4 separate regions of the Mus musculus genome follow, and regions 2, 3 and 4 are each linked to region 1. The links are chromatin contacts, called in public Hi-C and promoter capture Hi-C maps. All regions are on one chromosome and are shown on one strand. Each heading gives the region's core, a stretch centred on a gene start, on an enhancer-like site or on the middle of the called end of the contact. The rest is flanking DNA. Distances are from core to core; before and after follow the strand shown.

Region 1 (7,512 bases), core at 4,044-6,543:
TCTATCTACTGTCTCCCAAAATTGTGGATTACAAGTGTGTGCCACAATGTCTAGCTTCATCCCAGGTTTGATAGCGCCAAAATCTCCTTAGTCATTGGTAAATGACAACTTAAGGAGCATCTTCCTGAGACGACTATAAATAATAGTCAATATATCAGTATAGTAAGATTCCTAGGCTAGGGCAAAGAAACCAAAATTTGTTTTACAAGCTTAATTTTGTGCTTCAAACATGACTTTCCCTGGAGATGTGTTAAAGTACTTTCCTAACATATGCATGGGTTTCGTCTTTAGTAACACTAAAATAAAGCAAAAACTCATAGAAAGTGGATTAGCTGGGCTGGAGAGATGGCTCAGAGGTTAAGAGCCATCTCTACTTTTTCTGAGTCAATTCCCACCAACTACATGGTGGTTCAAAACCATCTATAACTAGATCTGGCGCCCTCTTCTGGTACGCAGGGACACATGGAGGCAGAACTCTGTATACACAGTAAATAAATCAATCTCAAACAAAGGACTAGCCAGGCATGGTAGCACATGTTCCTGTGCTTCTAAGTCCAGCACTTAGGAGGCTGAGGCAAGAGACGACAAGTGAGAGAGCAGCCTAGACCTCGCAGTGACTGTCAGGTCAGCTTAGGCCGCACAACAAGAACATCTCCAAGTACCCAGCACCCCACCCTCACCCGGCCCATTACCTTCAGGCAGACACATGCCTCTTAATTTGAAAGGGGGATATGCAACAAGCTCTGGCTTTCTGCTAGCATCTGGCAACACTGGCATGCACCTAGCATCGGGAAGACTTCCACTGCAGGAAATGCGGGATACAGAGCCTTTTTTGTCAGACCTAGAACAAAATTATGTGGAGTCTGCCTTGGTTTGACTATTATCTCTCTTGGTTCCTCTTTGAGAATTAGAGGGTTTTCTTAAGTTGTCCAGGCTTTCTTGAAGCAACTCTGTAGCCTAAGCTGGCCTTGAATTAACAGTTCCCGCTGGTCGAACCTACTGAGTTCTGGGAGTTTGAGCCTGGCTCAGCAGGTCTGGCAGGTACTTACTTTCGAATGAAGACAGGCTTAAGTCGAGGCTCCATTTCATCCTCACTGTCTGTGTACTCCTCATACTCAGACTCTGACTCAGACTCCTCCCCAGAGCGCCCTTCATCTTCCACCTCCATGACTTCCATCTCTTCATTTTTCCTCTCCTGTGCTCGCTGACGCATCATGCCACGGCGCCGCTCAATTTCTTCATCGTCAATCTCTTCCTCCTCTTCCTCACTGCTGTCTTCTCGTTCCAGGCGCCAAGCATCCCCTTCTACTTCTGAGTCGCTCTCTCCCACTACTTCAGGTTCCACGATCTTTCTGTGTCGAGCCAATCGCTCTTCCACATCTTCACTGATGCGGTTCTGTAACCGCCGAAGTCGGGGGTCACTGGATGAGTCCTCCTCCTGTTCCTCAGGCTCTGCTTCTTGTTCCTTAGCTTTCTTAATGAACTGAAATTCTTCATCCTCTTCATCTGAGGACTCCATAGGGGCATAATCTGGTCTCTTTCCGGACACATATCGTTTCACCTTCACCTTTTCCATTGAGATCTCACCTGGTCAAGAAAGATAATGTATGTTTCAGTATCCTCTTCCCTAACTCCCTCCACCTCTTGGTTTTTGCAGATAGAATCCTTAATTCCTGATTGTCAAGAGTCTAAGGAGCATATGACAGCCATTCTCCAACCACACAGTCAACCTCTCACTGCTTTCTTATAAAGTCTACGGTGTGAGAAGTTGTTTTATGAATACCAACACCAGGACATCAAGAGGTACCTTGGGGAACAATGTGGTAGAGGAATGTGAATAGTCAAAGTGCAGAAGCCACCCCCACCCCCATACATTCATGCTATGGCATCTTAACACTCAGTGGGATTTAAGGACAATGTCCCCCATAGGCTTGGCTCTTTGATCAAGTGGGTCTCAGCTCTTTGGGTAGGGATAGGAAGTACAGCCTTGCTAGAGGAAGCATGTCATCAGGGGTGACCTTTGAGGTTTCAAAGCCATGCACCATTCCTACTGATTCCTACTGTAGTGCCTGAGTGTCCTCTGTCTGTCTGTCTCTCTGCTCCATGGTTGCACTTCAACATATGAGCCCCCAGTTTCCTCTTCCTGCTGCCATGCCTTGCTCTACCTTCCTGCACTCCAATCCTCTGGAATCATAAGCCCAAATAAAACTCTGCCTTTTATAAATTGCCTTGGTCATGGTGTTTTATCACAGCAATTGAAGAGTAACAAACACACACTTCTTGAACAAATTCTTTATAACAGTGCCCAGTAGATAAACAAGAGTAATTTAAGTGGGATCATAACACTAAGTTATCACTCACAATTTTTCCCCTCTGGGATGGGGTTTTACTGCTGTGAACAGATACCAGGACAACGGCAAGTTTTAAGAGGACAACATGTAAGTGGGGCTGGCTCACAGGGTCAGAGGCTCAGTCCATTATCATCAAGGCAAGAGCAAGCATGGCAGCATCCAGGCGGGCACAGTGCAGTCAGAGCTGAGCGTTCAACTTCTCCATTTGAAGGCTGCTAGTGGAAAATTAGATTCCAGACGGCTAGGAGTAGGGTCTTAAAGCCCATGTCCACAGTGACACCCCTGCACAACAAGACCACACTTCCAAATAGTTCCCCACCCTGGGCCAAGCATATACAAACCATCACATTCCACTCCCTGGCCCCATAGGCTTATCCAAAATGAGTCTATGGGGCCATGCCTAAACATAGCAAAATAAAAATACATTTATCCCAACTCCTAAAGTCCCCATAGTCTACAGCAGTCTCAACGATGTTAAAAGTCCAAAGTTCAAAGTCTCTGAGGAGATTTATCCAGCCACTTAACTGTAATTCCCAAAGCAAGACATGAAACCAGCTGGGCAAACTCCAAACTGTGCATCTCTAAGGCTGATGTCAAAGCTGTCTTCAGATCTCCAACTCCTTTATCATCTTTGTTGAGACTACAACTAACTATATTTTCCTGGGCTGTTTCCACTATGTTACTAGTTTTTCTCAGCAGATAACTTACAGCTCTGGCATCTCAACTATCTTGGGGCCTCCAAGGCAACTTCAACATTACAGCTTCTTGTTCCAATGTCTAGGATCTACACAAGACCTTGTGGGCTACTCCAAAGGACTGCTGCCCTCTGTAGCACTCTAAGCTCAGGTTGATCCACTCCACTGTTGTTGCTGTTCATGGTGATCATCTCATAGCACCGGCATCTCCAATACACTGGGGTCTTCCACTGCAACTAGGTATCAACAATAGCCTCTCATAGGCTCTCTTCATGGTCCCAAGCCTTAAATCCTTTGCATAACCCCTTTAGTCCTGGGCCATTAACTGCAACTAAGGCTGCACTTTCCTCAATGGCCTTCCATGGCCCCTCACAGTGCTAAGCCTCAGCTGTTCTTCATGACCTGTTCATACCTTCCAAACCAGTGCCACCTGGGTGACTCGACATAGGATCGCTTGATGTTTGAGAAAGTCAGAAAAGTAGTTCAGGTCCCCTGGAATTAGAGTCATGGATGACTGGGCCACATAGTCCTCTATAAGAGCAACAATTGCCCTTAACCACAGACCCATCTGCCAGTCCAAATACCTTTCTTTCTTTCTTCTTCTTTTTTTTTTTTTTTTTTTTTTTTTTTAGTTTTTTATGTTCATTTTTCAGAGGCAGGGTCTCTTTATGCAGACCTGGCTGGCAAGGACCAAGCTGGTTTGAAACTCACAGAGCTGTCTGCCTCTGCCTACTGACTGCTTAAATGCATATGCCCACACTTATGTGTTTTCTACAACTTTCTTTTTTTTTTTTCTCTTTGTTTTGTACAACTTTCTTGAGACAGGTTCTTTCACTGAACCTGTTGCTTGCTGTTTCAGCTATTATTAGCCCAGCCATCAAGCCTAAAGTTCCTAACTCGTCTCTTCTCCCCACAAGGTGTCTATGTGGATGCTCGGGGTCTGACCTCAGGCACAGTAAGGGCAGCTCTCTTCCTAGCTTCTCTCTCTGCGGTGCTGTGGCAGCCTTTACGACCTAACTTAACGTTCTGACTAGCCAGCTTCTACCTTTTCCTCCAGCTCTTGTGCTGAATCGGGAGATCTCTTCTATAACACAAACAGGGTGGAGCTCAAGAGGTGGCTCAGCAGCTAAGAGGCTCTGCTGCTCATACAGAGGTCCTGGATCAATTTTCCAGCATCTGCATGGCAGTCTGTTACAGTCTGATACTCCAGGCCCTCCTCTGGCCTCTGTGGGTACTGCACCCACATGGTGCATATCCATGCATGGAAGCAAAGCATTCATACACTTAAAAATAAACAAACAAAACAATTACAGTGAAAAGAAACACACAACATAGGCCTCTAGCTCACTTTCTTCTTTTTTTTTTTAAAGATTTTATTTATTTATTATATGTAAGTACACTGTAGCCGTCTTCAGACACTCCAGAAGAGGGCATTAGATTTCGTTATGGATGGTTGTGAGCCACCATGTGGTTGCTGGAATTTGAACTCAGGACCTTGGGAAGAGCAGTCGGTGCTCTTAACCACTGAGCCATCTCGCCAGCCCCACTTTCTTCTTATATTTTGATTTTTGTTACTGTTCTGCCTGTGAGCCTGGCCTTTAACGGTTGAGCCATCTATGCAGCATTATTATTATCATCATTTGTAAGGATGCTATGTGTGGATATGTGCACAAGCGTAGGTACTGGCAGAAGCCAGAGGTGTCAGATCTCCCTAGACTTGGGGTCCCAGGTTGTTGTTGAGTCACCTGAAGTGACTGCTGGCAATTGAACTTGCGCCCTGTGGTACAGCAGTACGTCCTCTCAACCGCTGATCTGCCTCTCCAGCCTCCTTTACTTCATATTTCGAGAGAGATCTCCTCACTAAATCGATCAGGTAGATGCAAGTGGATCCCGCTATCCCCTTTCTCTACGCCACCTGTGACTTTAGGCGGGACGCAGGAAGAAACTGCAGCTAGGTTTTAAGGGCCAGCCGAGCTGGCATGGTCGGCGTAAGGCAGGTTTGAGAGATACTCAGGATGAAAGAGTTCAGAGCCAACCGGAGGGGAGGGGAGCCCGTACCTTTCTCGTTTCGAACTGGGACGGCCCCAGCCGTAGACTGGATGGGCGGCTGCTTCATGAGTGCGCTTGGGACCGACATGGTGACGGCTGCCGCGGAGACTCTCCAAAACGGACTCAATCCCAACAACGAAGAGCAAGGAGCAGAACGCCGCGTCCCACAGGCTGTGCTGGACACAGCTGCGCAACTGACAGAAACAACTTCCGGCAGAGGTAGAGGAACCGGAAGTACATAACAGAGGATTGTGGGTAATTGGAGGGCGGCTGAGCGCTGATCGCTTAAAGGGCTAGCTTGAAATTTGTGCGCTTTCCTAAGGCAATTTTCTCGTCTTCAACCGCTCAAGAACTGGAAGGTCCTCCTGTCTGACAGTTGTTTCTTTTGGTTTTGGTAAGGTCCAGGAAGGTTCGGATTAAAGATTTTATTTATTACATTTTAGGAGAGACTGTTGGTGCATACTGTTTAAAGCTAGAAGTGTGGCCGAAAATGATGGTGCACCCCTTTAATCCCAGTAAGAAGCAGAGGCAGGCGGATTTCTGAGTTCGAGGACAGCCTGGTTTACAGAGTGAGTTTCAGGACAGCCAGGGCTACGCAGAGAAACCCTGTTTTGAAAAAACAAAAAAGAAAAAACAAATAAAAAATAAAAAGCTAGAAGTGTAAAGTGTTTCATCCGGATACGTGGGTCACGTCTGTAATCCCAGCATTTGGGAAGGTGAAAGAGGATTGCCGTGTTTTGTAGGCCAGCTTAGGCAACAAGAGAAGACTCTTCAAAAGAAAAAAAAAAAAAAAAAAAGGAGAATCCCTTAGGGGCCAATTGTTGATTTGGACACACATGCCCTTATTCTAGCACTGGAAAGACCGTGGCAGGTGGATTTCTGTAATTGAGGCTAGTCGGTCTACACAGTAAAAATTCTGGGAGGGAGTACAATATTATATAGGACTTTGAAGGTTCTGTTAATATAATTATCAAATTTTTTCACCTGTGTCCTTGCTTGGTGAAGACAGGAAATTGACAAACTTTAGTGAGGATTTTCAATGAGTCAAACAAGGACGAAGCTTACAAGCAGAAAAGCTTTAGAAGGCCAGAGTAGACAAAAATATTTTTGTTGTTGTTGTTATTATTAAAAATGTTTATTGGATTATAACCACATTACCCTCCCATCTAAATTAAGGGGGGGAGCCCCAAAGATATACATAAAAATAAGAAGTTCAAGTTAGAACCCCTCAGAGTTTGTAAACAACTATGCACTAAATGTTAACCTGAGAGAAACAGAAGTGTCTACCTTTAGCAAATTCTGCCGAGTGTGATGGCTCACACCTTTAATCCCAGCACCGGGGAGGCAGAGACAGGCAGATTTCTGAGTTCGAGGCCAGCCTGGTCTACAAAGTGAGAAACCCTTTACAGAGAAACCCTGTCTCGAAAAAACAAAACAAACAAACAAACAAAAACAAAACAAAACAAAAAACCCCAAATTCTTATTATTGGGGTGGGTGAGCCATGCCATATATGATGATCAGAGGACAATAGTGAGAAATGGCCCTTATGGAGGCTCTGGGAGTAAGATAAAGATGCTAGGCTTGGGTGGCAAGCATCCTAACCTGTGCATCATCTCCCTTGTGTTTGAGACAGCGTCTGTTGGACCTGGGCTCTGTGTTCAGGGTAGTCAGTTTGGCCATGGAGCTGCAGAACTCCACTTGTCTTGCATCACCTGTGCTTGAATTCTAATGCCAGCCTTTTAATTTGGGTGCTGGGAATCAAACACAGGTCCTAATGCCAACACCTGTGTTATTTCTTTCAAGTTCTGCCTATTGACGTTTATGCTTATTTGTCTTCTATTCCCTTTTTTTGTTTTGTTTTGTTTTGTTTTTAAGATTTATTTATTTTATGTATGTGAGTACACTGTTGCTTTCTTCAGATATACTGGAAGACGGCATTGGATCCTGTTACAGATGGCTGTGAGCCACCATGGGATTGCTGGAATTGAACTCAAGACCTCTGGAAGAGCAGTCAGATCTTAACCACTGAGCCATCTCTGCAGTCCCTTGTCTTCCATTCCTTATCGCATTTATGAACATACAGATCTTTCCCACGAGGCCATGCTGCAAAGCAGTGGTGTTCTTTAAAGGAAGATCTGGAGGAGTAGACTGGGCTCAATATTACAGGATCCAGTGTAAGTGCTGATTTAGATCCTGCACCCCTCATTCCGGAAGCAGAGCAGTAGGATTCTAAGGTTATTAGGGTGACATAGAGAGATGTAGCTTGTTTATATATTTTGTGTATATGAATATATACACTGTCTTCAGACACACCGAAAGAGGGCATCAGATCCCATTAAAGAAGACGGTTGTGAGCCACAGTGTGGTTGCTGGGAATTGAACTCAGGATATCTGGAAGATCAGCCATTGCTCTTAA
Region 2 (7,175 bases), core at 2,149-4,648, 860 kb before region 1:
CTCTAGTTCTCGAAGTTTCTTTATTTCAAAGAGATTGCCTTCCACAGCAAGCAGGCAGATTTGGGAGTCACTGAGGATGCTCTGTGGAAGCATGCTGAGCTCAAGGCAGTTCTCTTCCAGCCGGAGGACCTTGAGGCGAGGACAGCAGGATATCTTCACAGAGAGCTGAGAGATCTGTCAACAACCAAACAGTAAGAGGACAGAGAGCATAATGGCCACGTTACTACACTGAAACAGCTCTTGACTGTGTCCTAGTTTTTCTTTTACCGCCTCCGTTTTCTCACTACCTACTCGCACAGAAGCCTGTAACATACCTTCTGTTACTCCTCCACTTCCAAATTATTTGAAGGTTACCAGTAGCTTTTCAGAAATAAAAACCAATAATAAAAGCACTGTGTATTTATTGTAGGAAATAATGTAAGTTTAAGGGAAAAGCTTACCAGCAAGCTGCCACTCAGAAACAACCACATGAACATCTTGATACCTACCACTCTGCTGAAGCCAAAGTCATGCTTCCCACACTGCAGCATCTGCCTGGACTACCCATTTCTTGAGGCTCCCTCTAGTGCATGACTTCTGAATTTTTCCTGAAAATTTTTTGGGGGTGTCATTTTTTGTTGTTTGCTTTCTTTTTGTTTTTTTGAGACAGAATTTCTCTGAAGCACTGGCCTTGAACTTGCTCTGTAAACCAAGTTTGCCTCTAACTTAAGAGATCTCCCTGCCTCTGCCTCCTGAGTGTTGGGATGAAAGGCATGCATCACCACCACCCTTTTTATTTCTTTATAATTATATTCAAGCAGAAATAAATTCCTAATGCTTCCTATTTAACATTTAGAACCTTCTAGAAAACAATCATTCTTAAAACCATTTCACTTGTGACTTCAAAATCTGTATCAACAGTCCTGTGTACTAATCTCGAATACAGCTGTGTATCTACAGTTTTCACTAAAACTAAATTCTGGTCACTAAATTCTGTTGACTACCTGCATCTCAAACCATCACCTAGGAACTTACAGAAAATGCAGATTCTGCAGATTCTTAGACTTCTCACGTACTGAATCAAACACTTAGGTGACCTTAAGGTCCCCAGGTTATCCAAGTAAGGTCTGAGAAACTGGTCTAGTAGTAGGGAATGTGGAATTATTCAACGAATACCAATGACAGTTCTTTCCTAGAAATCTCAGGAAAAAGACAAAACCAACCTCAAAGGCTGAATATTATGCTAACTACAATTTAGCACAGTAATAACATGAACATAGTAGCTAATATACATGCATAATGTACATATACATAAATGCTAAAAACTCAAGGCTACCGAATCTCAAATGTTTCATCACTGTGCCTCATATCTGAAGCAGAGCACCATCTCCATACTAATGTTAACCAAGGAGCTTCAAAACATTTCACATGTAAAGTCGTCCAATTATAACGTAGCTCCAGAACAGCTATCACATGGATTTCTCAACAATTTCTAACGTCTGACTCTCAGATCCTATGGGTACAGGTCTCATTCCTACACTATATCACCCCTGACACGGCTCCTCACTAAATAATGGGTGTGAAAAGAAAATATCTGTAAAACCTTCGATAGGTTTAATTTTGTGTGTGTGTGTGTGTAATTATCTCACCCTGTTACTCCTTCCTCAAAACACTTTCAACACAATTACACAGCCACTATCAACCCACTCCATGATTCTGGGCATTGGAGTAAGTTCACCTTATATATCTTTTAGCTTCTAATTTCCAACTCCATGATTATCGTTTAAGGAACAAGAAATCAGAAGACCATAAATGCAAACATACACTGGGGAGAGGGGCAAAACAACACAAAGTATGGACCTGGTTCTGGTTGAGATTGAGTTCGATGGCCTGCAGCTCCCCAACTGTGTCAGGTATACTCCGAATCTGGTTTTTAGAGAGATCTACTACATCTAGATGTCTCAGGCAACAAAGCTGGGGGGGTAATGCTCCCAGCTGATTCCCAGAGAGGCTCAGCGTCTTCAGGGCAGACAACTGCCCAAAGGTAGATGGTAGCTCTCTCAGGTGATTGTTGTTGAGACTTAGTGTCTCTAGTTTTTTCAGATTGCATAATTCATCAGGTAGAACAGCTGGTGAAGAAGAAATTAAAAAACAAATCCGATAGAATTAATGACATTTATAAAAAGACAGTATGGTAGCCTGCTTCATCTTGTTTTTGAGACAGGATCTCATTAAGTTGTCTAGGATAGCCTTGAAATTAAGATCTTTCTGCCTCAACCTCTGAGTAGCTGGGGCTACTGTAGGTCTAAGTCACCAGGTCTGGCTTCTTACATAGAATTCTCACAGGTCATGTTTAGGTTTCACAAACTGTTTGGGAGGTTAAGAAGCCATCAAAATGCAGAAAATTGTGTATGTGTGTAAGGGGTTCCTTTTGCTTAGCTGTATTCTAAAAACGATCTGAGGGAGTTTAAAAGATCCTCCCATTCCACCCTGCCCCGAAATTAGATAACTGTTTATATCGATTCCCAAAGGTCTTCCAGGTCCAAATTAACCTAGTAATAATCATTATACCACCCAAAGAGGCTTTTATATTTAATTACAAGAGATTAAAGCTTCAATACTCTAACATTCTGCATCCCCTAAAATGATTTCATAACAAAAATCATCTAACAGGAAAAACACCCTTCATAACTGCTGATTACTAGCAAAAGCTGCCCAGACACAAATTCCATACTCAGTTTGTTGTTGTTGAGGGAGAGGCTCTTTAGCAGAGTGAACTTTCCTATTATCAGAGGCGGTAGGCTGTCAATCTTGTTGTTGGATAAATCGATGGTCCTAAGATTGCTTGTCAGCTTCTGCAACTCTGAGGGGAACTGGAGAAAGGAGCTCACAGTTTGGAAAAATCCTGCACCAATAGTCTTCGCCACCCCGCCAACCCTAGCCCTTTTAGTTTCTTGGTCCGGTCCCCTCAGGTCTCACCTCGGTCAGACCACGGTCTTTAAGCTGAAAGACACCAGTTTTCTGCGCTGTTTCCACATGAGCACGGAGAGCACTGTTACCCATCCTAGCGCCACGGCTCAGTTCCCTGCAGGAAAAGAAGCATAGCTGTCACCGCCTAGTCTAGACATACAGTCGTCGCTAAATCTCCCGTTTGGGTCTCCTGTCCCAATTGTCACCTTCTGCCTATCCCTACTTCCCTGGGGCCAGCCCAAGAGTGGCAAGGAGAAAACAGGCGAGCAGGCAGCGCTACCACAAGGTCCTGATGCTTTGGCAGCAGAGCTAAGGGCCAGGGAGCCTCCGATAGCTGCTGCCGGAACAGGGAGCTTGAGACTCGCCTCCTACCGCTCAGTGCAAAGAAGACTCCGCCAGGGAACACCGGGGACCCGCGCTCGCCTGAGACGCGCTCCCAGGGCTTCCGCCCGGGCAGGAACGCCCTGTGACATCATCAAACCGCGCGCCTGTTCGCGGTGTTGCCCCTCACTCCTCGCGCCAGTTCCAGAGGTGTGCGGAAGCCATGGCGGCCGCCAACCCGTGGGACCCAGCGTCCTCGCAGACTGCAGCTGGGTTACTGCTAAACCACTTGGTAGCTTCGGGCATAGTCACTAAGGTACGTGGGGGCGGCGATGGCGTCATCAAGGTGGCGACAGAATTCTGCTGTGAGGTGGTGGTCCTGGTTATGCGGGCGTGAGTGAGCCAGCTGAGGACTGTGACCATACTCCCGTGGGTTCTTCGAGTGTGAGGGACTGAGTGGCTGGTGCACTGAGTGACTGAGCACTCTGTTTTGAGTGCCTGCGGGTTATCCCAGGACGGTTTGTGGGAGATGGAACAGCGCTCCACTTTTTTTTTCTTCCAGTGACACTACCTCTAGAACAAGTGTTCCTAAGGCTGCGACCCTTTAATACAGTTCTTCTGTAGGACCCCCGATATGGGGACTCCTACTCTAGTCCAGGGATAGGGTGCACCCACGAACACACAAGAATCCTTCTTGTTGCAATACACACGAGGCTTTATTGGCAGAGCTCTGGGCCGACACGTACCTCACACAGGAGGCAGGGGAGTCGACCCCGAGTCTCCAGAGCTAGGGGTTTTTGTAAAAGAAAAAGGGATAGGGATGCGAGGAATTTTAACAAAGGTATGGGATTGGGTCATTCAAACATTAACAGTAAGATTACATGTCAGCCAAAGGGCATCCGGACCTTGTTCCTGTGGGCTGGGGGCTTAACTTTGTTCTCATAGCAACCAGGTGATGTATGAAGCAATGCTGGGCCTCCAAGAAAAGGCCAAAATCTTTCACAGCGTAATGCCATCACAGTTCACCCTTATTATTTTAGCACTATTTATTTAGAGACCGAGTCTTGCTGTGTAGCCCTAGATGGTCTGTAACTCACTATCCCTGGCATTACAGGTGTGTACCGCCATGCCTGGCTGTTAACTCACTTTATAAGATGATATGGCAAAGAGGAGAGGGTAATGGGATCTAATTCTTCCAGCTTGCTGAGAGATACTGGAAGATTTTTTAGTCTTTTTAGGTGTTTCCTTTTTTTTAATGGAGAGGTGTCCTCACTCTATCCTAGGCTAGCCTTGAACACTGAGCCATCTTCCTGCTTCCAGCTCCTAAGACTCCCAAGTCTCTCGTGTCAACCATATGGAGGGCTGAATTTAGATCCCTAACGCCCAAGTAAAAGCAGTATGTGATGGTGCGTGTCCTAGAGCTAGGGGCCAGATACAGGTGGGGCTTGCTGGCTAGCTAGTCTAACCCAATCTATGTTACTATTGGGGTCTGGGCTAGAAAGATTTAGGTTCCTGGCCTCTTATCTAAAGAATTGAAAACAGCTTTATTCTGAGGGAAGGAATAACACAGAATATAGAGAGATATAGCATCAAGATTGAAAGCAGAACACTACAAAGGTCCCAGGTTATAGCCTGAGCTCTAAAGGAAGGAATTGTTTACATACAGGCATGGTTTGAGTGGTTCTCTACTCTTTTTTTTTTTAAGATATATTTATTTTGTAAATGATTATTATATATATATGAATGTATGTGTATCATGTGCATGCCTGTTGCCCATGGAGGTCAGAAGAAAGCATTGGATCCCCATGGAACTGGAGTAAGCCCCCATGTGGTTGCTGGGAATTGAACCTGGGTCCTCTGCAAGAACAACAAATGCTCTTAAATGCCAAGCCAGCTTTCTTTCCAGTCCTGTTTCTCTACTTTGGTTGATAGATTAGGTCAAACATTCTTTTCTTCTAGTGTCCATGTTCCTTCCTATAGCATCTGATTTTAATCATATGTATACTGTAGTGCTTTGAGTGAAAATGGCCTCTATAGACTCATATATTTGAATACCTAGTACCCATTTGATGGAAGGATTTCACCTGTTTGGGAAATATTAGGAAATGTGGTCTTGGTGGAGGATGTTTGTCTTTGAGCGTGGGCTTGGAGGCTCTTTTGGCCTCATGCTTATCTCTCAACACGTAAGTTCTCAGCTTCTTCTCCCATGCTATTTCTGTCTGCAACCATGCTGTCTGTCAAGATAGTCATAGACTCATAGACTCTTAACTTATGGAAGCATGAGCCCAAAAATTAAATGCTTATGGAGGTCAGGTGATTAATGGAGTTTTGGCTGAAGTCCAACTCACTGTTAGGTCCATTGAGTTCCCAAACTTATCCTGTAGTTATTTCCCCAGTTCCAGAATGTATATTTGGGATAAATATACTTAGAAGTCGGCAGAATTCCCATATTGGTTTCCTGACTTGTGGAGTGAGGGCTATTATGTTTTGAAAGGCCAAATGGAAGACATCGAAGTTGCCTCTACCAGGAAAAATAGTGAATCAAAGACAGTATTACATCCTAGGAGGAATTGCAGAAATTAGCAACACAACCAAGGACCTAAAAGATGCAGGGGTGGTTGTTTACAACACATTTCCTTTTAACTATCCTATCTGGCCAGTACAGAGGACAGATGGATCATGGAGAGTGACACTATGACCATCAAAAATTTAATCCAGCTGGGCACTGGTGGGACATCCCTTTAATATCAGCACACAGATATGCAAAACATTCTCTCTCCCTCTCTCTCTCTCTCTGCATATGTGTGTATCTGTCTGTCTGTCTGTCTGTCTGTCTTGTGCACACACACACATACACACAAACATGGTGTTATGCTGTTCACTTAGAAAATAGAGGTGTGAAGGTTAGAAGTTGTAGGACATCCTTGGCTGTACAGCAAGCTCAAGGCTAGCTTGGGCTGCATGAGTCCTCATCAAAAATAAAAACAGATTTTAATATGTTCTTTATGTTAGCTGCAGCTGTGAACATACTATCGTTTTAGTCCCTTGTGTTGTATCTCGGTGTGCTAACTTTGAAACTTCTATGCTTTCCCTGATTATTTACCATAGGAGATGTTAGATGTATCTAAGAAAATGGCTCCTTGCTTTGTGAACTTTTCCAGATTACAACAGATCTCAGATATTCAAGCTGAAATCTACCAGGTAAATTATGAACTTTTCACTTCTACTTCTCCATTTAAAAAGTGTGGTGTATGCTGGGTTGTATTTTAGAGAAAATGTGGGTGCTTAGCTACAAGAGTCCTTGGGTTTGATGCCCGACTTTAAACTAAACCAAACAAAACACTTCTTAATTTTTTTTGAATAGTGTTCTTTTGCAATTAAAACAATGTTTAAGGCCGGGCGTGGTGGTGCACGCCTTTAATCCCAGCACTCGGGAGGCAGAGGCAGGCGGATTTCTGAGTTGGAGGCCAGCCTGGTCTACAAAGTGGGTTCCAGGACAGCCAGGGCTATACAGAGAAACCCTGTCTCGAAAAACCAAAAAAAAAAAAAAAAAAAAAAAAAAACAATGTTTAGTGCATGGCTGATAGGGACTTGTTCTATTAGTTAATTGTAGAACAGGAAGTCAAGATACCAAAATGAAAGCTCCAACGATTTTCCTGGCTATCATATAAAGCACCCTTCCATCCTTCCATCCCATTTAAGGAATATATTTATGTCTTGTACCATGTTTCTGTAGCTTGTCCATTTTTATCAGTGTTTTAAGATTCTAACTTCAGGACGTTTTCTGAGTGAGCTAAAGTTTACTTTTGTTCCTCATGTAGAACAATCTGGAACTTGAACTTTTGAAGCTAGAAAAGGATACAGCAGATCTTATTCATCCTTCCCATTTGAGTAAGTTTGCTTAA
Region 3 (6,867 bases), core at 4,041-6,540, 900 kb after region 1:
CTGGGATGTGTCATGCCTGTGTTTACTTCAAGACAGTTCTGCCAGAGGCAGGCTCCAGTACTCAGGAAATGGTGAATTAGGCACAGAGCACACCTTGCATCATCTCTGCTGGAGTCTCTCAGCGCTAGTCAGCAAATGCTGCATGAATGCCACCTCTTTGCTGGGCCCTGATGGCAGGTGCTGAGTGAGGGTCCTGGTGTGTGCACAGCCTAGAATCACACTGCTGGGTTGTTGGTGTTGCGGCTGCTAGCTGAGAAGCCCTGCAAGTGGGACTCACCATCCCTGCACTTTTGCTCTCCAGCACAACCCGGGGATAGGCTCTGTCCCATAGGGTTGCTGGAAACACTGACTGGCCCAGTATATATTAGCTACAGGAAATGGTGCCAGGCACAAGACACATGCTCAATAAATGCCAGCCACAGTATCATTAAAGACAAAGAGACCAAATTTTGGGGTCTCCTAGGAGCTCATACTGACAGACACAAAATAAGCTCTAAGAGGAGTGAGGCACCCTAAGGTGTTCTGGAGTTACCCACAAGTCCATGGTATACGGGAGTTGGGCCTCATCTTTGCTCTTATATAATGTCACGCTGGTTCTGGGATGAAGACAAGTATAATTACAGGAGACACCTGCTCTGGGTACTCAGCCTGGGTAGCTTTCTTCTCCCATCCACGAGCACAAGGGTCTCAGCTGTTCCCATTTCTCAAGAGGCAGAGTGGTCAAGGTGTTGACTAAGTTACTCACTGGCTGAGCCAGTATGGATGTCTCCTAGATGTCTGGTTCCAGACTGTGGTCCTGCAGTGTGAGGAGGAAACAGGCCAGCCCATAAGCTATCAGCAGTCACAGTCTTCAGCCATCCTTGGAGTGCCAATGACAACACAGATAACCAGCCCAGGGCTGGTCTAACTGGGCCACATCAGTCCTTCCCCTGGACTCCTCCCTTAGCCACATTTCCCCCCCTGTATCTCCAACACAGAATAAGCACAAGATAAGCTAACTAGGCTTCCATACTCTGTGAAGACATAAGAAAGCAAACTTTAAAAAAAGAAAAGAAAAGAAAACAAACAAACAAAAAAACAAAACACCTCACCCAGCACTTGGGAGGCAGAGGCAGGTGGATTTCTGGGTTCGAGGCCAGCCTGGTCTACAAAGTGAGTTCCAGGACAGCCAGGACAGCCAGGGCTACACAGAGAAACTTTGTCTTGAAAAAAAACAAAAAACAAAAACAAAACAAAAACCACCTCAAAACAAAAACAAACACACACACATGAAGCCCCAAACAAAAAAGCCAAGGAATGGGTGTCCCTCTCAGCACCCGGACCAGCATCACTTAAGGACACACCACACTCAGTGGACACTGTCTAAGAGAGGTCCTGAGTTCAGCAGCTCCACAGGAGCACCGTGATGGAATACAGACACCTCAGCCTCTTACTTCACTGTCCCCTTCCTGTTTGCTCACTGCTTGCTAAAAGGAGCTTGGATGCGCCAAGCCCACGCCATACATCTGTGGCACACACCTGTTGTAAGAAGCTCTCAATACCAGGGCTCAAAAGCTGGCTCACCAAGTAAAGGTTCTTGCCAGCAAGCCTATTTCAGTTCGATCCCTAGGACCCATTACTTGGAAGGAGTTCCTCTGACCTTCCCATGTGTGTCTGTATGCAACTATACACACAATATACACACACATTTAAAATTTAAAAGGGTTTTTCAGTATAGGGCTAGAGGGGTGGTGCCGCCGCTAAGAGCCGCACGCTCCTTTGGAAAACAATCTGAGTTTGGTTCCCAGCATCCACACTTGGTAGCTCAGAACTTCCTGTAACTACAGCTCCAGGGGATCTGACGCCCTCTCCTGGTCTTGAAGGGCACTGCATTCATATACACAAAGCCTCCCCCTCGTTTAAAATAGTTAATGAAATCTTTTTTAAAAAAAAAATACTATTTTGGGGGGCTATAAATTCCTGTAAAAATTTGAGAGCTATGAGCCTTTTCCCATATAAATGAGAAATACACACAGCGTCTGGGTGCTCAAGAGCCCTAGGGTTGCCCCCATGAGCAAAGAATAAGAGACCTGGTTTCAATGTGAGGTGCCTGTTTTATTACCCATGTCAGGTCTCGCCTTCATATTGGCCCAACAGGACACACTGCAGATGTGGTAGGCAACTCAGCCTTCATTTAATCACAGCTTCATCCCTGTTCCCTAATTAGATCATGTTTCTTTCTCCTGTTGAAGCTTAGAGAACAGTGAATGCATGAAGAGGAGGCCCAATACCCTGGACCTTCTGCCAGAGCAGAGCCTGGAAGCGGGACAGGGCCCAGCACCAGAGGGGGTTCTTTGGGGGCCATCTGGCCAGGCCCTAACTGCCGGTTGCAGGGTGTCACTCTTGCTGTTCCCACACCTGCCCTGCCAGGCCTGGCCAGATGGTCAACTCTGAGTCTTTGCCAGTTATATCAGTGGGTTTCAGAGTGGGCTGGCAGCCAGTGAGCCCAGCACAGAAAGGCTCAAGAACCCCCAGGACCTCAGGGCCTTGTCCCGATAACCATTCCCTCTTGCCTCCTCCCTCATCCTATGGCTCCTTGGCATCTCTAGCTCAGCGGGTGGGGGGAGCACTTATACCAGTCCCATCCAACCTCAGGACACTGCCCCCTCGGGTGCTCTGGAACCTCTTTCTGCCAGCCAAGGAGCTCTGCAGAAAAGAGGGGAAGCAGGTACACAGTATAGAAACCACAGCTCTGCGGGAGTGGTGGTCCAGAGGCTGCACTGTACACTCAGTAGGCCCTGCGGGTGTCTGACCACCCGGGTTTGGGGTTAAGAGCTCAGTCAGGTACCTTGTCTGGCTTCGCTTTTCCTCGGGGAATACTCTGGGATCTCTCAAATTCTGTTCCTAGATGGTTGGGAGTTGATTGATTTCTGAATAACGAGGAGCCTAGGTCAGCCCATGGGACAGCTCAGATGCTACATCCTGGATCCTTTTATCACACACACCAAAGAAAGCACAGATTGTGTGGCTCCTGGGAGAGCCTGTCGGATTTCATTCCTGCCTCCATGGCTGGCTGGCAAGAGACTCAGACACTCTTGAGCATCCCCTCCCCCACAGGTCAGAGCGGACCCAACTGAAGCACAGACCAGACAGTCTTGGCAGGAGGGGTCTGAGGGTCTGTGCACAGGGCTACTGCTCCTTCCTTCGAAAAAAAGGAAAGGAAAGCCATGCCTTGGGAAGCCCTGACCCTTAAGCCACCCTGTTAATGGATACGCACCATTTCAGGACACTGGGTCAGACACTTTGGAGACAGAGAACTGACCAAAAAAAAAAAAAAAAAAAAGGATGTTTTCCTGGAGGAGCCCACAGTGTGGTGGGCAGCCTGTTAGGTCATTCTAAGCCACTACAGGAAGGAAAATAGCCAAGGACAGCTTAGACCATGGGCCAACAGCCAGTGGCCAGGGAGGAGGAGACTGGTCCACGGGGAGGACAGGGCCATACCACCGTCTCACCATAACACCAGGGCAATTAGGAAGGAGACTGCAGGCAGCCTGGGAGAAGTGCCCTTGGACCTCCCTCTTCAGCTTAAGCATGATGAGCCGGCATGGTCAGCCATGCTCTATGGCAAGAACCATGGGGGAAATGATTCACACATCTGGGGCTCTTGTTCTGACCCCAACACACCTCTTATCCAGCAAGCCTACCAGGACAGCAATCTTTTGGCGGAAAAAGCCCAATTCTGAAACCTGAGGATTCAGACATTAACTGCTCTCTAATCAGATAAAGATCTCTACTGAGGAGAGATGAGCAAGCCCTGGAGGAATGAGTTCTCAGACATGAGGAAGGCAACAGAGCTGGGGTAGCTCCTACCTCCCATTCAGGGAGACTAAGGATGGCTTTCAGCTGTTTATCATCCAGGACAGGATAAAACTGGAATTAAGAAGGAAGGTAGATGTCCTGAGAGACAAACTATTGGGAGTCTTCCTCCAGGGCCTGCAGATCCAGTCTCTCTCAGAATGGACTGAGAAAGAGGAAAGCCTAGAGAGAGGAGATAATGAATGAACCCCATCACTCGGCCTTAACTGGGCAACAGGTCCTGACCACCGAGTGTCCTCATACTTGGGGGAACACTGGAAGGAGTGCGCCTGTACCCCAGGGGTGAATTTCTTCAGGAAGAGCTGGACATTGCCCATCTTGGCATCCGGAGTACAACAGTCCCCCCCCCCCCCTAATCCCACTGGGAAAGGCAAAGGCCAGCGCTCGCTGTGTTCACGGAAGAATCTTAGTTTTCAGCCCCTTTCTGGGCTTCAGACCTGCAAAGATGCCTGGACTCCAGGACCGGGTGGGAGGTGGGAGGAAGGAGAAGGGGAAGAGGAGGGGGAGAGAAAAGCTTTGTGGAGGGAAGAGTCAAGAGATCAAAGGGCAGAGGAGCTGCTGCTCCGGAGAGGGCACAAAGGCCATAAACCGGCAAAGGGAAGGGAGGGGTGCTTCTCCATGCCCGTTAGAAAAAAGGTTCCAGGATCAGGGTTGGACGGGTTGCAAAGCTGAGGACAGAGCCATTGAGGGAGGTCGTCCCTAGTCCTCGGGCCCTAACAGGAAACAGGGCAGAGTTTGGGGACTCAGATTAGTCGGTGGAGAAGCTAACAAAGGGGTTAAAATTTGAGCCCCCGTGTCAGGGACTAAGCTTATGTCAACTAGAAATACTGACTGCGAAAGGCTGAGTCCCAGCCAAGCCACCTTTGTCCCTCCCTAAATCTCCAGACCTCAGACCACCACCCCTCCTGGACACCCACGCCCGGCGCAGCACTCACCCTGTCGCTGCTGGCAGGGGGTCCGGAGTCCGGAGGGGGTGCTGGGGGGCCGGGGGTCTCGACCCGAATGAGGCGGTGCGGGGGTGAGCCGTGGCGCGGGGGCGGAGTGGGGCCAGGGACCGCAGGGGTGGAAAGGGCGGCGGACGCGGACGGGCCCCCGGAGTAGGGGTCCTCGAAGTCGCGGTCTCGCTGCAGCCGGTAGGCGGCCAGGATGTCCGGGGGCGGCGCAGGGGGCGCGGCCGGGCAGGGAGCTGGGGGGCGGTAGTCGGGCTCTGGGGGGGCGGGTTTGGCGCCCCCTCCACCGCCGCCCCCGCGAAAGCCCAGGTGCTCCCGCAGCCACTTTGCGACTCCACCGCTGCCGCCCCCTCCCGGGCCGGTCCCCGCACCCCCAGCCCCGCGGCGGGATCCCCCAGGGCCGCCCCCCGCGCTGCCCTGCGCCCTCGGCCCCGGGCCGGAGCCCGTAGGAGGAGCTCCGCTCAGTAGCATGGGGCCCTCCCAACTGAGCGAGCAGACCGCGGGCGGCGGGGGCGGGGCGAGAGGGGGCGGAGCTGCGCCGGCGGGAGGGGCGGGGCTCGTCGTCAGTGACACGAGGGGAGGAGCCCGCTGCCTAACGGGGACCCGAGGACTCTGAGAGGAGTAGATGGGATGCGGGAAGCAACTGCGCCGAGGGTGAGTCCTCCACATGTCGTTACCCGTGCTCCTGTGGGGCGCTCTCTAGTCCCATCTGCTCTTTGCACCTCCCAGTTTGTGTCAGACGCGGGAAGATGAGTCCCCAGGCACATCCTGCTCATCCTGATTCCTTTCCCCCAAACCCAAAGACCCAAACATTTTCGAAGACGCTGCTCTTCAGATGCGCCTATTACTGCCCTCACCTTGGGAGTACCGCCTACCTCTTCCTATCCCTTAACTCACACCCAAACCTAGGTTGCCTTTCTATCCAGGCAAACTTCTCACGTGGCATGCAATCAGTTCTCCAGAGACACCCATTGCTCCGATGTTTCCACACCCAACCGCCAGCTTCAAATGCTTACAACCCTCGCACAAACAATCCCCATCCACGCTTACACCGGCCCCCAGCAGGCCCACGCAGCCCTCACAGCTGCCCTGCTTTCTTGTGGAAATCCCTCAAGCTCCACCCTGGGTTTGTCAATCTGTCTGTGACAGAATAGAAACAGACAGATCAATAAATCAAGCGAGAAACAGGTCTAATGTTGTCAATCACCAGCCCCTTACCTTCTCAGGGCTCCGATGATGATGCCTAAGAGCCTGGAATTTTGTCTTAGAAAGGAAGCAGGTTCACCAGAAGTATTGTAGCCCTGAAGGCCAGCATCTCTCCCTCTCCCTCCTCCCCCTTCCTCCCCCTCCCTCCTCCCCTCCCTCTCCCCTCCTTCTCCCCTCACTTCATGGGGTATAATAGAGAAACTAAGAGGTTTACATTCCAGAATATACAGTTTAAAATACTAACTACTGATGCAACGGTGAGCATAGAGATGACAGGTTCCTGAGGATATTGTAGCTAACCCACAGGAGAAGGTCTCCTCACTCACCCAATGGGAGGGGATGGGAAAGGCAATGGACTGCCAACTCCTGGGCCAAGACCACGCCCTTGTCCTATCTTAGAAAGGGTGATAGGGGTTGTTGTCATGCAAATTAAGGGTGATGAGCGATCTGAGCACAGCCCTTGCTCTGTAGTCACCTTGCAGTCAGGCCTCCGCTCAGACTCATGGCAATCCTGTTGCTCAAGCTTTCCCAAGGCAAGTTCTGAGGTTGCAGGTGTGCGCCACCACACTACTGGTATTTGCTTAAAAAATATAAAGTGATTCTGGTGGTGGTGATGGTGGTGGTGGTGGTGGTTTGAATGAGAATGGTCCCCATACGTTTGTTAAGGATTGAGAGGTGTAGCCTGGTTGGAGGAAGTGTGGCTTTGTTGGAGTCACCGAGGGTGGTCTTTGAGGTTTCAAAAGCCCATTACAGGCCTAGTCTCCACCCACCTCCTCTCTACTTGATGCTTGTGGATCGTGATGTAAAGCTCTGAGCTACTTATTTTTCCAGCAACATGCCTGCCTGCCCGCCCGCC
Region 4 (6,866 bases), core at 2,021-4,520, 640 kb after region 1:
TAGACCAGGCTGGCCTCAAACTCACAGAGATCCACCTGTCTCTTCCTCCTGAGTGCTGGGATCAAAGGCATGTGCCACCATACCCAGTTGTAAATTTATTCCTTATAAAGTAAGTATATTACTTATTATAATCAATAAAATGGGCTTATACAGCTGGCGGTGACTCAAGTGGTTGAGAATACTTGTTCACAAATACAGTAACTGCAGTTCCAGGGGATCTGACATCCTTTCCTGGTCTCTGCTGGTACCATGCACATGATGCACATATATACTTGCAGGCAAACGCTCACAAACAAAAAATAAATAATGTTTTAAATGGGCTTTGACTGAATTGGATTATTTCAGATTTAAAAATTAATTATTTACATCTGCAGTCTTTGAGTACTCCAGAATGCTATGTTACAGAACAACCCTCCCTAATAGAACTTTGTGATGATACAAATGTTCTATTTCAGTGCTGCTCAAGACAGCCAACAATCCGTGGGCAGATATGGCTACAGGGCACTTCTACTGTGGGTACTGCAAAAAAGAACTGTTACGGTAAAGACGGTCCAGCTTAGCCACATGTGGCTGGCTAATGACTATCATACTAGACAGCATAGTCACCAAAGTTGGCTAGCAAGGACAGAGAGAGACTAATTATATTACATTATATTTTAAAATAAACCTAAGGGCTGTAGAAGTTGCTTAGGGGCTAAAGAGCTAGCTCCACAGGCTGGAGAGTGGCACTTGGATACTCAGAACCCACACGAGAGCCAGTCAGGCTTGGTGGCCTGGCTGCCTGTAATCCTAGCACTCAGGAGTCAGAGACAAAAGATCCTGGGGACAAGCTAGCCATCTAGACCAACTCAAGCCTGTGAGCTCTTGGTTTCAGATCGAGACTCTGACTCTGAAATGAAGAGGAGGGTCAGCAATGGTTCATCAGGGAAGGACACATGCATGTGCTTTGCAACCTGAGTTGGATCTCTGAACTCCATGTCAAGGTGGATGCAGAGAACCAACCGCATGGAGTTGTTTTCTGACCTCCACAGTTTTATGCTGTGCCATGTTCATGAGCACGTGCACACACACCCAAACATTAATAATAATAAATAAAAAATTCAAATTACTGTGGCAAGCAATCTAGGAAGACACTCAATATCAATATCAGGCCTCCACATGTATACATGCACACATTCACACACATGTAAAAACTAAAATAAAAAGGTCCAAGCTGGGCATAGCAACATTGTCTTAGCTACTCAGAAGGCCGAGGAAGGGTCTCTTGAGCCCAGAAACTGAACACCCTAAGCAACATAGCAAGACTCTATCACTGGGTTGGAGAGATGGCTCAGCGGTTAAGAGGGCAGACTGCTCTTCCAAAGGTCCTGAGTTCAAATCCCAGCAACCACATGGTGGCTCACAACCATCTGTAACAGGGTCTGATGCACTCTTCTAGTGTGTGTCTGAAGACAGCTACAGTGTATTCATAGTAATAAAATAAATAAATCTTAAAAAAAGAAAAGACTATCACTAATATGTATGAGCCAGATCTGGTGACTCGATAGCAATCACTTTCTTTAGTGGCTGAGACAAGAAGACTGAGTTTGGGGCCAGTCTGGGCTACAGAGAAAGACCTATCTTAAGATCAGTCAATATGGCCCAACTCTGAAAACACTAAAAGAGATGAGGCTACCACTCTGATAGTTTCAACTTCTTTTAAAAACTTTGCTTTTCTACAATAATAAGTTTATATTAAATGGGGTGGCTATGAGGTTCTTATTAGAAACACTGACAGTTCCCATTTCTGCCTTTATATACCAAGAACACACAGGCACTCCAACACACACCAGACATGAGAACAGTAGAAAGCTGGGATGGAAGTACGTGCTTATAATTCCAGCATTGGAGAGGAGGAGGTAAGAGGGTTGGGAACTCACAGGCATCCTTGGGTCCAGGCCAGCCTGAGCTCCATGAGACCGTATCACAAGGGGGTAAAAAGATGGGTTAAAATACTTGCTGACTCAGCAAACTCATCTTGTGTCTATAGAGCTGTTGAAGAGCCTGGAGACTCAAAGTGAGATACCTGTTGGCTATACAGTCTCATATAGATTGATCCTAAAATACTTACTTCCCTTTATTAAAAAGGTCAGCATATACTCAGGGGACTTCTAAACTTTATGATGTAAACTGTTTTATGAAAAGTGGAAAGCAATATAATATTGTAATTCTCTACCTTCTCAATCCATGGGAGCCTCATGTCTAAGAAACAGCGGACATGCCAGGTATGGAGTATACAAGCCTGTAATCTCAGCATTAGAAGGGGTAAAACAGGAGGATTGTGAATTGCAAGCCAATCTGGCTATATCTTGAGACTGTGATTTAAACATGGAAAACGTAGGGCTGGAATACCGTTCAGTGACCTCAGAGCACTTGTGTAAATGAATGGACAAGTTTAAAGAGGAGCAGGGGCTGGAGTGGGCGTGGTGGTGGCTGTGTTTGCAAGAAAACATTATTTTAGAGACAAAAAAAAATGCTTTAGAAATAAGCCTTATCTGGCATTTTAAAACAAAGTAGACTGTCTGGTAGTGCAGGCAGAGACAGGCCGATCTCTGTAGGCTCCAGGCTATATTTCGAGTTCTAGAATACCTAGGGATACATAGTGAAGAGGGGGAGGAGGAGGTAGAGAAAGATAGGCTTAGAACTCCTTTCAGTGACAATCTGTATTGAATTAAAGAAACAGGACCTGTGCTGAGACCCATCCAGGGTTTGCAGGGGCTATCAAGGAGTGAGACATCTTCTCTGTCCACCCAGGAAGTGAGCCGTGAGTTGCAACAAGGTGAGGATTTCACTTCGGGATGGGAAAGGTTCCGAGAGGCACGGGGCTCGATCCTGAGGAGGCTCCCCAGTGGTTCATCCTCTCCCACCAACCCAGGGGCCGGCGAGAGGCGAGCCCAGGACTCCCCTCCGGAGCGGCTCAGATTTCAGCCTCCTCCCACAGCCTGCAGCCGTCCCGCAGCACTTACTGCCTAAAGGGTCCTGGGAGGCAGCAGCTGCTCCCACCCCTGCTGCCCGGCGCCAAGGAAAGCACTTGGAGACTGCCCGCAGCCGTCAGGCTCCCCAGGGCCTCCAGCTCTCGGTGCAGCTGCGCCCGCGGTCCCAGCTGCGCCGTCTCCTCAGCTGGGATCCGCACCAGCAGCATGGGCAGGACCCGCTCCATGGCCCCGGCACAGCCGGGGGAGGCAGCACTTCCGGGCCCTGGCTGGGCAGCCATCTTGGCCTGGGCGGTCCTTCCGGTAGAGGCGCCCGAATGCGTCACGGACCTGCGCAGTGATTCGGACCTTGTGACTCTCACGAGAGAGGCGGTCCTGCGCCCGGCATTTGCTCAGCTTGGGGTGGAGGCGGCTCTAAACGGAATCCTGCAAAAACCACGCCTGCCCCTCCCTGCTCAGCTCAATTCAATAATACGCCAGGGCCTTTCAGCTGCTTGTGCTGTCCTTGCTACCAAAGATTTCTAAGGCAGGTGCTTCTTACTCCATTGAAACCCTGTTGCTGGCTCCTCTTCACTTTTTGTGCTGCTCGGTTAACAGGCATCTGGTAGTGCGCTTTTCTTGGTAGCAAGTACTCTTTTAAAGTCTAGAACTAATAAAGAACCCTCTACCATTTTAAAAAAAAAAAAAAAAAGCAGGGCTTCACAACAGACCCCCTCCCCCCATCCCCGGCTTCGAGAAATCGGCCCCTCTACGGAGTGGTATGGAGTTTTGGAAAGCAACTATCTCCATCAGATGCCTGGGATCCCAGAGTTTGAAAAATCAATCTGACTCATTTCCCCCATCAGGAAGTTTTGAAGAGCAGTTTACCAAAAATAAAATAAAATAAAATAAAATAAATTCTACAAGCCCTTCCTCCTCCTGACTGCAAAAACTAATTTTCAGACCCTTCGAGATGAATTTTCTTGTACCCGTGGGTACCCAGTCTCAGGATTTGGGAGTGTAAACTTCTCAGACCAATAGATCTCCTTTTGAGGTCAAACAATCTATTCTTTGTGGTCCTCCACCAAGGACTCTGTTACAAACATGAAGGTTAACATGGAGATTGAAGTCAAACGATATCCTTTGTAACAGATGGATGCATACAGAGTAGAGATGGTGAAATAGTTCACCTTTCAATTTCTTCTGTTTTTCTCAGGAAAGTACAATCTGATACAGAAGAGAAGAGGTAGAGAGCTATTGAAAAGGCATTTGGTCAAGCTATTTATTTGATAAAGGTTCTCTAGTGGCCTTAGACACCTGATCCTCCTTCACCAGCTTTTCAGGTTCTAGGAATACAGGATTATGCCTCCATGCCTACTTAACAGTGTCTTTCTAACACAGCCACTTCTACAAACTGAACATTTTGACTTAATGGCAACCTGCTAACATGCCTTCCTGGCTCAGTCTAAAGTCTAAAGCCCCTCTCTATTCCAGTCACTCTCAAATCATAGTATTTATGACTAATTAACATTTTATGTCAATTCCTGACCAAACTCTATGTAAGCCTGGAAATAGCAGAGACCTGTGCACCACTGTTATCTTCCTGCCTGAATCCCAGCCTGGCTCATAAAAGGTACTTTAGTATTTCTTGATGAATGCAGGACTTCATTTGACAAAATGCTGCCATGTTCTTCTCTTTCTTTCTTTCTTTCTTTCTTTCTTTCTTTCTTTCTTTCTTTCTTTCTTTCTTTCTTTCTTTCTTTCTTTCTTTCTTTTAAATTTACTTTATTTATGAGTACACTGTAGCTGTCTTCAGACACACCAGAAAAGGGCATGGGATCTCATTAAAGGTGGTTGTGAGCCACCATGTGGTTGCTGGGAATTAAACTCAGGACCTCTGGAAGAGCATTGAGTGCCCTTAACCACTGAGCCATCTCTCCAGTCCCCATGTTATTTTCTTATGTCAAGGAAGATGCTTATATCCAAATCTCTCAGCCTTAGCTGAACTGTTTGGTTTACATAAAGTCTGGCAACACGGAAGCAACATCCCAGATTAGACTTTTATTAAATACAAGGCCTTTCCCCTTATTAGGAAGGATATTCTTGACATATTCAAAAAAATGTCCTTCGTTGTAATTCCAAACTTACAAACAAGTTTCAACATATCATTTGATATTTCTTTAATCATACCTAAAGTAGTCATGCCTTAATTTTAGGCAAGTCACCTAGATTTTAAGAAAGGATATGACAATGTGGCAGGGTCCTCCAACATAACAAAGTATAGGAAATGGCCTCAACTGTCACTGTAGACAGGTGATGGAGTTCCGTTTCTGATATTTCAGCTTCTCACATTAACTAATACATCAGTAGATACAGGCAAGCCTACAAAGAACAAGAGTTAACTGCAAACACAATTCCATTTTACAAGTATTTATGGTTTAATTCATGCTTGGCTCATTCTAACAGTGGGTAAGTTCTAAGGACAGAGATGTTCTCTTATTTCTCTTATAGCCTGAAATAGTCTCTCAACTGTTGTTTGAATGAACTAGTTATTCAACTTTTCAGACTATGGCTCTGAAATAGCACCTACAAGTGACCAAACACTGAGAATAAATACAAAGTTGTGGCTAAACAGACCACAGGGCCCTAATGAGTCCAGACTGGGTTACTCAGTAAATGCCTGAGTATCTAGAGCAACTTTTAGATTTTTGTATTACATTTTCACACACATACACACACTCCACAGTGAACCTTTGGAGGTCACAGGACAACTTGCAGGAGTCACTTGCCTCATTACATGATATGAATCTACCTGCTGAGCCATCTCACTGACCCAAGAACTTTGTTTGTTTATTTGGTTGGTTTGGTTTGGGGTTTTTGAGACAGAATCTCATATCTCACTATGTAGTCTTGGCTGGCTTGGAACTCACTTCTGACCCTAAGTGATAAGACCAAAGGCATGTATGACCATGCTTGGCTCATAGAACTAGGTGTAAAGCTCATTATTTTCCATGATCACAGTTTATAGGAGATTTGATGCACAGACTTGGACTGGGCTTGACAAGGTGAGACTTTGTTTATATAAGCACTTACTCCATTCTGGCTTCCAGCTGCTGAACTAATTGCTTGTCCATGTGATGGCAGAACAGGGAAGCAGATTCCTGGGGAAGGCTAGAGGCTCCGCCAAGGATGCTGCAGGCAACTGAGCTATCTCCCAGGCAATCAGAATCACCAAGTCTGTCCTAAGGGACAGAAAAGAGAGGCCTAGCAGAGCCTTTATGTTTATGCAGGAAACTGATGTCCAGGCAAAGTCTGTTATTCCTCTTCCACCACTGTAGGCATAGATTCCATCGCAGACAGCGATTGAGAGGTAACGTCTGTACATTTGCTATGCACCTGATGATGCCTAGCCATCCTCCTTCCTATTTGATTTTAACTCTAAGGAGTTGATAGTACTACTCCCAGCTGAGGAAACTGACTAAGACGTGAAGTGTGTCAAAGTTACATTGCAGTAGACAGGTCTGTCTGACTCGAAGTGTATTTTCTTTAATTACTATGACCCTGTCCCCTGTGGGAAACCAACATTCCGACATAGGACACTATGTAGGGCAGGGCAGGAGAAGATTCAGCACTCGAATCTATTCTTCAGGAACTCTTTCCCAGGGCTCCCACACACCAGGGCATTGGCGTGTATTGACAAGGCCTTTACAGTCTTACCAGGTTGCACAGTCACTGCTGGATCGGAGGGAAGGATCCAGGGATACCAGCTGCTCTCCATGACTCAGCAAGGCATATAGCAGAGATATCCCAAACTGTGAGCGAAATACAGTTCAAGACAAAATGAGGTCTACAGTTCTACAGGCTCCCCTGGCTTTGCTGTCTTCCTCCAACTTAAAGGACAGGCTTGTGTGTACA

Evidence for each region. Promoter capture Hi-C pulls out the DNA fragments that hold promoters and counts their contacts. Hi-C and Micro-C count contacts between places; a contact is called where the count stands out from the background.
Region 2: a promoter capture Hi-C map of liver shows a contact between it and region 1, with 3 times the contacts expected there. The contact joins the promoter of Lrrc57 here to the promoter of Mfap1b in region 1. A contact is called at or near these places in 2 of 39 promoter capture datasets (liver and neutrophils).
Region 3: a contact with region 1 is called in a promoter capture Hi-C map of pre-B cells, with 3 times the contacts expected there. The contact joins the promoter of Shf here to the promoter of Mfap1b in region 1. A contact is called at or near these places in 1 of 39 promoter capture datasets (pre-B cells) and 1 of 115 datasets of contacts at active chromatin or transcription factors (bone marrow-derived macrophages).
Region 4: a Hi-C map of B cells shows a contact between it and region 1, with 8 read pairs. The contact joins the promoter of Spg11 here to the promoter of Mfap1b in region 1. A contact is called at or near these places in 1 of 484 Hi-C or Micro-C datasets (B cells) and 2 of 115 datasets of contacts at active chromatin or transcription factors (bone marrow-derived dendritic cells and bone marrow-derived macrophages).

Annotation. Positions count from the first base shown.
Region 1 is chr2:121,468,730-121,476,241 of GRCm38.p6, forward strand. Mfap1b (microfibrillar-associated protein 1B) reads right to left here and starts at 5,294. Exons shown (of 7, transcript NM_001081975.3): 1 at 5,105-5,294; 2 at 1,050-1,587. The coding sequence starts at 5,183. It also overlaps the pseudogene Gm14018.
Region 2 is chr2:120,605,960-120,613,134 of GRCm38.p6, forward strand. It overlaps Lrrc57 (leucine rich repeat containing 57), which reads right to left and starts at 3,399. Exons shown (of 6, transcript NM_001159612.1): 1 at 3,156-3,399; 2 at 2,959-3,064; 3 at 2,714-2,852; 4 at 1,840-2,108; 5 at 1-174. The coding sequence starts at 3,042. Haus2 (HAUS augmin-like complex, subunit 2) reads left to right here and starts at 3,423. Exons shown (of 6, transcript NM_025475.3): 1 at 3,423-3,586; 2 at 6,379-6,471; 3 at 7,092-7,161. The coding sequence starts at 3,494.
Region 3 is chr2:122,363,857-122,370,723 of GRCm38.p6, forward strand. It overlaps Shf (Src homology 2 domain containing F), which reads right to left and starts at 5,291. Exons shown (of 7, transcript NM_001374011.1): 1 at 4,791-5,291. The coding sequence starts at 5,276.
Region 4 is chr2:122,115,116-122,121,981 of GRCm38.p6, forward strand. Spg11 (SPG11, spatacsin vesicle trafficking associated) reads right to left here and starts at 3,271. Exons shown (of 40, transcript NM_145531.2): 1 at 3,006-3,271. The coding sequence starts at 3,253. Patl2 (protein associated with topoisomerase II homolog 2 (yeast)) reads right to left here. Exons shown (of 18, transcript NM_026251.2): 16 at 6,669-6,763; 17 at 6,045-6,193; 18 at 4,993-5,333. The coding sequence ends at 6,070.